Linked DNA regions of Muntiacus reevesi: region 1 is linked to region 2. Evidence: chromatin contacts called from public Hi-C data. All regions are on one chromosome and are shown on one strand. Each heading gives the region's core, a stretch centred on a gene start, on an enhancer-like site or on the middle of the called end of the contact. The rest is flanking DNA. Distances are from core to core; before and after follow the strand shown. Region 1 holds the start of ILF2 (interleukin enhancer binding factor 2). Region 2 holds the start of RPS27 (ribosomal protein S27).

Region 1 (4,483 bases), core at 1,919-4,418, 250 kb after region 2:
CTCCTTCTGCCTTCAATCTTTCCCAGCATCAGGGTCTTTTCCAATGAGTTGACTCATGTCTGACTCTTTGCGACTCCATGGACTACAAACTCCAGGCTTCCTAGTCCTCCACTGATTATGGTATTAGGATCATAATTAAATCCATTACTGAGTACCTGGCATCACTTATTTGTCATTGAAAATATTTACTGTATAATACAATTTGCTGCATGTGAGAGTGTAATTGAAAAAGTCTTGGTCTTACTTTTAAATCTAAAACAAATTAGTTACTGTGTGACACTATGATTGTTGTTCAGTCGCTAACTCATGTCCAACTCTTCGCAATCCTGTGAACTGCTCCAGGCTTCCCTGTCCGTTACTATCTCCTGGAGTTTGCTCAAATTCATGTCCATTGAGTCGGTGATGCTATCTGACCACCTCATCCTTTGCTTCCCTCTTCTCCTTTTGCCTTCAATCTTTCCCAGCATCAGGGACTTTTCCAACGAGTCTGATCTCCACATCAGGAGGCTAAAATATTGGAACTTCAACTTCAGTTTCAGTCATTCCAATGAGCATTCAATGTTAATTTCCTTTAGGATTGACTGGTTTGATCCCCTTGCAGTCCAAATGGACTCTCAAGAGTCTTCTCCAGCACCACAATTTGAAAGCGTCTATTCTTCAGTGCTCAACCTTCCTTATGATCCAATTGTTAAATGTGTATGACTATTGGAAAAACCATAGCTTTGACTGTAGGGACATTTGTCAGCAAAGTGATGTCTCTGGTTTTTAATATGCTGTCTGGGTTTGTCATAGCTTCTCTTCCAAGGAGCAAGTGTCTTTTAATTTCATGACTGCAGGCATCGTCCCCAGTCATTTTGGAGCCCAAGAAAATAAAATCTGCCACTGTTTCCACTTTCCCCCCATCTATTGGCCATGAAATGATGGGACCGGATGCCATGATCTTTGTTTTTTGAATGTTGAATTTTAAGCCAGTTTTTTCACTCTCCTCTTTCACCTTCATCAGGAGGCTCTTTAGTTCCTCTCCGTTTTCTGCCATTAGAGTGGGGTCATCTGCATATCTGAGGTTATTGATATTTCTCCCGGCAGTCTTTAAAATCTTTAAAGACAATCAGAAAAAAGAGGGTTGGTTACTCTCAGAAGAGCAATCATTTGACTAACAACTCTTTTTTCACAGCAAAAATGGAAGCCATAAATAGTAAAATAATATTGTAAATGTGCTGAAAGAAAATGACTTCCAGTTTGGAATTACATATCTAGAGAAAATGTCCTTCAAAACAAAGGTGAAATAAAGATGTATTCAGAGAAGCTGAAAACAAGAAAGTTAGCCGCCAGCAGAAGGGCACTAATTCTCAAGAAGGAGTATTATTCCATAGTGTTGCGGATACAGGAAGAAATATAGAGCTTTAAAAATGGTAAATCTCAGTGACCATTGTCTTAGTAAGCATTAATGTCCTATGGGATTGAAAATATATATGGAATTTAAATTCTGTAAACATATACACCTACACTTACCCAACAGGAACAATTGCATCTCACAAGAATCTTGTACAAAAATGGTCGTAGCAGCTTTATTCATAAGGCTTCAAACTGGAAACAACCCAAATGTATTAGCTTGTGTCTCAGCCAGTCAGAGGTCCTGTATTCAACACAGGAGAATGGGTAAACAAACTGTGGAATATTTATGCAATGGAATGCTACTCATAATAAAAGGGAACAAATTGCTGACAGATGCAAAACTTCAGAAGAATTTTTAAATGGGTCAAGCAAAAGAAGTTAGACAGAAAAAGAGTACATAGGATGTTAGTCCTTTTATGTGAACAACAGCAAAAGTAATCTCTGATAATAGAAATTAGAATAGTGATTGCCTCTAGGAGAAGGGCAAAGGAGTATCAGTAAATTTTTTGAGGCGATAAAAATGTTTTATGTTAATCTGTGTGGTGGTTACCTGGGCAAAATATATTACTCACAATTAATCGAGCTGTAGACTTAAGGTCTGTGCATTCTGCTGCAGTAAATAATACACCAATATAGTACTTAAAGGAGTTACACAACAATATATACAATTCCGGAGGGAGTGATGGTGGTGAACGGAATTAAATTATTCTTGCATTTTTCTCGAGGAGGGAATAGATTTTATAAAGTTAGACTTTGACAATCAAGGAGGCGCGTCATAATTTTTAGGATAACCACTAGAAATGTAGAAAACGAGTGGGAGCTCTCAATTGACAGAAGGAGGGAAGGAATAATAAATAGTAATCAATACGAAAGAAGGCAAGGAGGATAAGTAGGATTATAGCAAGGACAAAAAGCACATAGTAATATGAATTGATGTAAATGCAACCACAGTACATCCATGTACGTGGCTGTGAAACTTTGAATAAAGGTGGAATCTGCCAGAGAGGTTGTAGAAAGAGGAAAGGAGAAAGGAGAGGAAACTGGACAAAAAATGGCAGAGGGCTGGTCCTTCTCTCCTGTCGTTTCCCTTGCCCTCCTTTTCTGAGCTCTCTTTCCAAAGGCTGTCTCAGTTTCCCTTCTAGTCCCTCAGTACCATCAGTACTTTCCCTCCCTGAGTCAATCAACACACATGCAGACTCATATCCGTTTCTCCTGCCTCAAGAGCTTCTATGAACCACATCCAGACATGTAGTGTTCACAGTCACCTAAAATCCCTTCCTACATGATTGCGCTTGCTTTTTCCATTTCACTCGCTGATAGCAAAAACAGCTTTTAAAGGCTGCATTTTTGAGGGAGAAAAAAGTAGGATTACGGTAGTTACATTTACTGAAGAAATTTTTTTTTTTACTGAAGAAATTTAAAACAGAAAAACTGTCCCAGGAGAAAAGTAAAAACACCGCTAGCAGAGGATGGTTTCGATCCATCGACCTCTGGGTTATGGGCCCAGCACGCTTCCGCTGCGCCACTCTGCTCCTACGAGCGCGTGTTTCCCAAGAATCATATAGAAAGGTCTCCAGATGTCAGCCATGCTAAATTGTTTACACAGCGCTCCCTAGCGTCTGCAAAAAGGCGTTAATGTCTAACCCGTTCTTATTGGCTAGTTACTGACATAGCAGGCCCTTTTCATTGGCTCAATAAACCGGTTTGCCAAAGCAAACCAATAGGCCCAGACAGCGGAGTACGGCAGGAGCCAATCGCGTTGGAGTTTGTTGGGACACGCCGGCAAGCTGCCTCTCCAGTTCTCGGGTCCCCAGAGGAAAGGGGCGGTTGGTGTGGCCTCCATTGTTCGGGATCTAGGACGCCATGAGGTAAGGGCTGTGGGGTGCTCTGGAGAGGTTTCAGGTATTCGAGCGAAAACTTTAGGAAGTTGGTCCGAAAGGAGTCGGCGGACTGGAAAGGGCCATGTACCTGGGGGTTGCACGGAAACCTGGGAACTCCGGGTCTAAGAGACTGGGGGAGGTCGGGGGCAGTGGAGGCGGGGAAACTTGGCCGGGGATGGGGGGTGGGGCCCAGGAGTCGGGAGGCGGTTTCGACTGTTCGATCTCTGGGGGAGTTCACATGAGGGGGTGTCTTAAGGTTCCAGGAGGAGCACCTCTACACCCCCTATTTGGACTGAGAAGGCTGGAACGTGTCTCATTCATCCTCAATGTCAGGCGCTTGACATACAGATACGCCTGATAGATGCTTTTACTACATTTACTGCAATCACATTAGTCTCCGAAGTATTAGGGTTGGCGGGACCCAGCAGTTATGGGGTGTTTCTTGTAGGGCTCTCTGAGCCTCGTCAGTATTTAATGTGATTTGATGTGATTCAGTTATTCAGTCATGGGGAGTGAGCCTGGACATTTGGAAGGTGTAGAAGTGTAAGTGAGAATGGGATCCTTTGGCTTCCAAAGGGAAGCGCAGAGCGATAGAGGTAGGCTAACTTGAAATCATATGGCCGGTATCGAGGAGATTGCTTCAACGAGGTGAAAACAAAGTTAAAATGTGTTAATAATGCATTTCTAGGGGTGACAGAGGCCGAGGTCGTGGCGGGCGCTTTGGTTCCAGAGGAGGCCCAGGAGGAGGGTGAGTGCCAGTTTTTAGCATCTCTGTGCCCGTTGCTTTCCGTTTCAGTCATCTAAATAGGAGTTTGGAGTGGAGTAATCTTAGCTGCCTTGTTGAGATCCAGCTGTACTTTAAAAGTATTCTTCTCATGCTCTCTTGATAAATGAGTTTGACCCCATGATGTGAAGTCAATTTGATTTATGTGGTGAGTAATCTGGATTGTTTTTCTGCTTTTTAGGTTCAGGCCCTTTGTGCCACATATTCCGTTTGACTTCTATTTGGTGAGTACCTTGGCCACTATTCAGTTGTTGTTTCTTGGAACCTGGCATTTCCCTGATAATGAAGTCATATGGTAGCTGGAGTAGAAAAAGGGAGGTTTTGAGTCATCTGTGTTGCTTTACATACAGAAACAGTGTAATCTGGGTGGGGAAGATAGTTCCTTCATTACAATTGACAGTAACATGATTATAATCTTTGGTCT
Region 2 (4,207 bases), core at 1,140-3,639:
GCCAAAAGTTTGAATACCTCTAAAAATCACTGAATAAAAATTTCCTGTTAAGTATAGAGAATTATATAATTTGAAGCATTACTTTTTTTATAGCAATACTTAAGAACGGACTTGACCATTAAGGCCTTCCTCCAGTGAAAACAGATCTCCTTGTTGACATCTCTTATTCTTTTTCTAGCATACAATGCCTTCCTAAACAAGATACAGATGGTTCCAGTTGTTTACGTACCAACTCTAGGTACACAGTCAGGTAAAGAATCACCATCTGTTATCTCCAAAAAAACTCAGGTACCACCCTCATTCACCTTTATTCATCCGTCTTCTATTTCCTTTCCTCCTTTACCTCTAGGTTCTTACACATCCACATGGTCTCCCCCTCCGTTCATGAGTCCACAACCCCCACCAGCCCAGAATCGGCTGCAACACTGGCTGTGGAGTATAAGACACTAACCTCTGCTTGGATAAGTCTTTAACTATAGGGGACTGGAGAGTTCTAGCCCCAGAACAGGTACTAGCAGCAACCTCTACACTCATACGCTTCCAAACAAGGCTTCTGAGAACTGTAAATAAAGGACCCTAAGCTGTTTTATATTAAAGTGGTGTGCTGGATTGCATTTTAAGTATCAACTGTCAGTTCTTAATTCTAAGAAAACATAAAAGTGAAAGGAGATGCCCCATTTACATACTATTCCAGTTTTTAATCAAGCTCTGCAAATTTATTCCTAGGGATAGCAATGTCCCAAATGGACTTTTTAAGTTCTTGGCCACTTACTTGCCCCAAATGACTCTAGAATCCACTCTTCTGGTTGCCCCTGAATATGTGAGGTAGGAACTTCCTAGCAGTAAAACAAGACAATAAACAGGATGTATCCAAAACTTGTTTATTGGGATGGTCTCCCGTTCATCTTGATACAGGGTGTTTTTAGTGCTGCTTCCGTCTGAAAGAGCATCCTGCCCCCCCCAAAAAAAAAAAAAAATTCCAAAGGTTAACTGATAGCAGCCTACTTACCCTGCCTGAACCCCACAAAACAAAATGCCTCTAACCCATAGGAAACCTACATCTCTATTTTCAACTCTTTTACCTTCTCCCTAGTCACTAGACATCAGATTCAGCTCATATGAAGCCCTTTTATCACCCATCCACCCAGCTTTAGACAGTAGCACTTTGAGATGACTGTTTCCCGATTATGCATTTGGAAGACATTGAGAAAAGAGTAGAACAATTACATTAAACCATTTACCTTCTGTAAGCCTTGCTTTTCCTCCTGTAGGTTGGCAGAGGACAGTAGAGCAGCCAACACACAAAACTACTGTTTGTGCATGGCTAAAGACGGTGGTGATTTTATAGCATCCTGGGGGGAAACATCAACGAGTTACCCTTTCTTCCCCAAACCTTTCTTCACTTAAACATATGCTGCCGTGCATTAACTGTAGAACAAGTATGCTATGAAAATTCTTGGAATTTACTTTCCTAATCTAAACTTGATTATCTGGCTCTAGGTATACATCAAAGTCAACTCAAAAGCAACCTTGACCATGTGCCCCAAACTATGGATTTTCTGAGCAATCATCATCATCCAAAAAATTATTCAAAAGTCAAAGAGAAAAAATCCTGTACTTGGTGAGGAGAGATGCTCAGTAACTGGTCAACATATCTACCCCTTTGCCACCAGGAATTAAGTACATAAATTACCACAGAAGCCCAACATTATCATCGCAGTGTTTCCCAACACAAAAATTGTGGTCTACACAGAGTTTTGAAGGGGACTCTCTCTGGATCACTCCTCCTAAAATCCTAAAATTTTACTCATCTCTAACATTCAAATTTGAATACATTAGGGCTTCACGGATACCTTTTTTTTTTCAACTCGTGGGATTCAGTGCCTTCCCCACTACTACATGTTATCTCCTCACCTGGGCATTTTACATCCATGAAATAGGAATTGGGGCTCTGCACCAGGCGCTTCTTCTTGTGTTTCCTCTTCTCCTCTTCTGGAGAGGGATGAAGAAGATCCTTTGCGAGCTAACAGAGGCAGAAATGTAGAGATTTAGAAACCAATGGTGAACATGGATGATCGAAAACAGCCCACACTGCCACATAACGGGGAGAGCTCGCCCCTTGTCGCCCCTGGTGTCTGCGCAGCTGGGCCGCCATCTTATTGCCTCTCCGCTCCCGTCCATGTACGGGTCCCAGCTGGCCTCTGCGGCCCCTGTAGTTACTTGTCCTGGGAAGTGCGGAGGGCAAATGAGGGCCTTCTGTGATTCCCAAATCAGCGTGAGAGGAGCGTGCAGACAGAAGAACGAGATCTCCACGGAAACCTAGCCGGAGGAACTCACAGGCATGTTCTCGTGAGGAGGTCGTCACCACCGGAAAGGGGCGGAAGCGGAAATCCTGATCCTTAAATTCGCCGTCCCGCAGGAAATGACGTTAGGGCCTATCGCCGCCATGATGAGAAGGTCCTTCACTCACGGTTTGGGCCTTGGAGCGAGGTGGGGGCTGCCATTTTGGGAAGGTCTCTAAATGACAGGACTCAGATGAGTCGCCATGTTAAGAGAGTGAGCTTGGCATCTTAAGGTCAGTGTCTGATACCCGTCAAGGGGTAAATAGACATTTTTTAAAATTCGCGCTACACTTTAACAACAGGAACCAGTTAGGAAAACAGACAGAGTCATATCTGTGACTTGTTAAATTTCTTTACTATTTTTCTTTTTTTTTCTTTACTATTTTTCAATTGGTTTAGTTTGCCCATTTTTAGCAATTCAGTAATGTAAATATAAAAAAAAGCAAGTTCTCATCTTTTCCGCACTTTCAGCCTATTTCTAGGACTAGCCGTTGTTAATTTTATTCTCTCCTTTCCATCTTTCTCTGTAATAATTATTACATTAGTCACTTCTGTATTGTTCGGACTGCTTTTAATGTTAATCTTCACAACTCTGTCTTTACATTCCCACATCCTTTCCGCCACATTTTCATCAGAACTGCCTTTCCAAGATTTCTAATCTTGGCAGCACTGACACTCTGGGTAGGGAATGAAAAGAAAGAAAAAAGACCAAATCACTATTTTATACAGTAATGATCAAAGCGTTAAAATGTCCATTTGTCATAAAGGAGGAACAAAGATGACTCAAATGGTATATGGGGACCTGGTTAATTCCAAAGGAATAGAATGGGACAAGGGATGTGAGTTCTTGTCAAGGATACGCTGGCAAACGTTTAACCATTGACTTTCTGGAGGGGAGCCCTGATTTGTTGTCTTCGCTAATTTCAATGGAGAAAATACTCGCAGCTTGGCCAGTTTCAGACTACCTCATTAAACACGGATTGGAAAGCACGATCTGTCTTCATGAGCCGGTGATAACTGGTTCCAGCACACTACTGCTGTTGTTCAGTTGCTCAGTCATGTCTGGCTCTTTGCAACTCCATGGACTGCAGCAGGCCAGGCTTCCCTGTCCTTCTCTATCTCTTAGAGTTTGCTCAAACTCTTGTCCATTGAGTCAATGATGCTATCCAACCATTTCATCCTCTGTTGGCCCCGCCCCTTCTCCTCCTGCCTGCAGTCTTTCCCAGCATCAGGGTCTTTTCTAATGAGTCCACTGTTTGCATCAGGTGGCCGAAGTATCGGAGCTTCAGCATCAGTCCTTCCAATGAGTATTAAGGGTTGATTAAGGATTGACTGGTCTGATCTTGCTCTCCAAGGGACAACTCTCAAGAGTCTTCTCCAGCACCACAGTTCAAAAGCATCAATTCGGGGGGTTCAGGATGGGGAATACATGTAAATCCATGGCTGATTCATGTCAATGTATGGCAAAAACCACTACAATATTGTAAAATAATTAGCCTCCCAACTAATAAAAATATTTGGGGAAAAAAAAAAGCATCACTTCTTCATCCCTTAACCTTCTGTATGATTTGGCACACTACTGATGGGTGAGAAAAACCTCTGAGGAAGTGACATGTTCCCAGGTGGCTCAGTGGGAAAGGATCCAGCTGCCAATGCACTAGATGCAGTTTCAATCCCTGTGTCGGGAAGATCTCCCAGAAGAGGAAATGGCAACTCACTCTAACATTCTTGCCTGGGAAATCCCGTGGACAGATGAGCCTGGCAGGCTATAGTCCATGGGGTCGAAAAGAGCGGGACACAACTGAGTGACTGAGCACATGCACACCGAAAGACAAGAAATTAAACAAGCAGCAATCTGGGATTAC

Evidence for each region. A called contact is a pair of places that touch in the nucleus more often than the background predicts.
Region 1: a contact with region 2 is called in a Hi-C map of muscle, with 5 times the contacts expected there. The contact joins the promoter of ILF2 here to the promoter of RPS27 in region 2. A contact is called at or near these places in 2 of 3 Hi-C or Micro-C datasets (blood and muscle).

The regions. Positions count from the first base shown.
Region 1 is chr1:79,497,207-79,501,689 of mMunRee1.1, forward strand. It overlaps ILF2 (interleukin enhancer binding factor 2), which reads left to right and starts at 3,169. Exons shown (of 14, transcript XM_065903837.1): 1 at 3,169-3,263; 2 at 3,964-4,023; 3 at 4,241-4,283. The coding sequence starts at 3,259. TRNAM-CAU (transfer RNA methionine (anticodon CAU)) reads right to left here and starts at 2,927; the gene lies at 2,856-2,927.
Region 2 is chr1:79,243,843-79,248,049 of mMunRee1.1, forward strand. RPS27 (ribosomal protein S27) reads right to left here and starts at 2,390. Exons shown (of 4, transcript XM_065903674.1): 1 at 2,338-2,390; 2 at 1,915-2,023; 3 at 1,242-1,352. The coding sequence starts at 2,343. It overlaps NUP210L (nucleoporin 210 like), which reads left to right. Exons shown (of 40, transcript XM_065903697.1): 39 at 179-250; 40 at 350-450. The coding sequence ends at 450.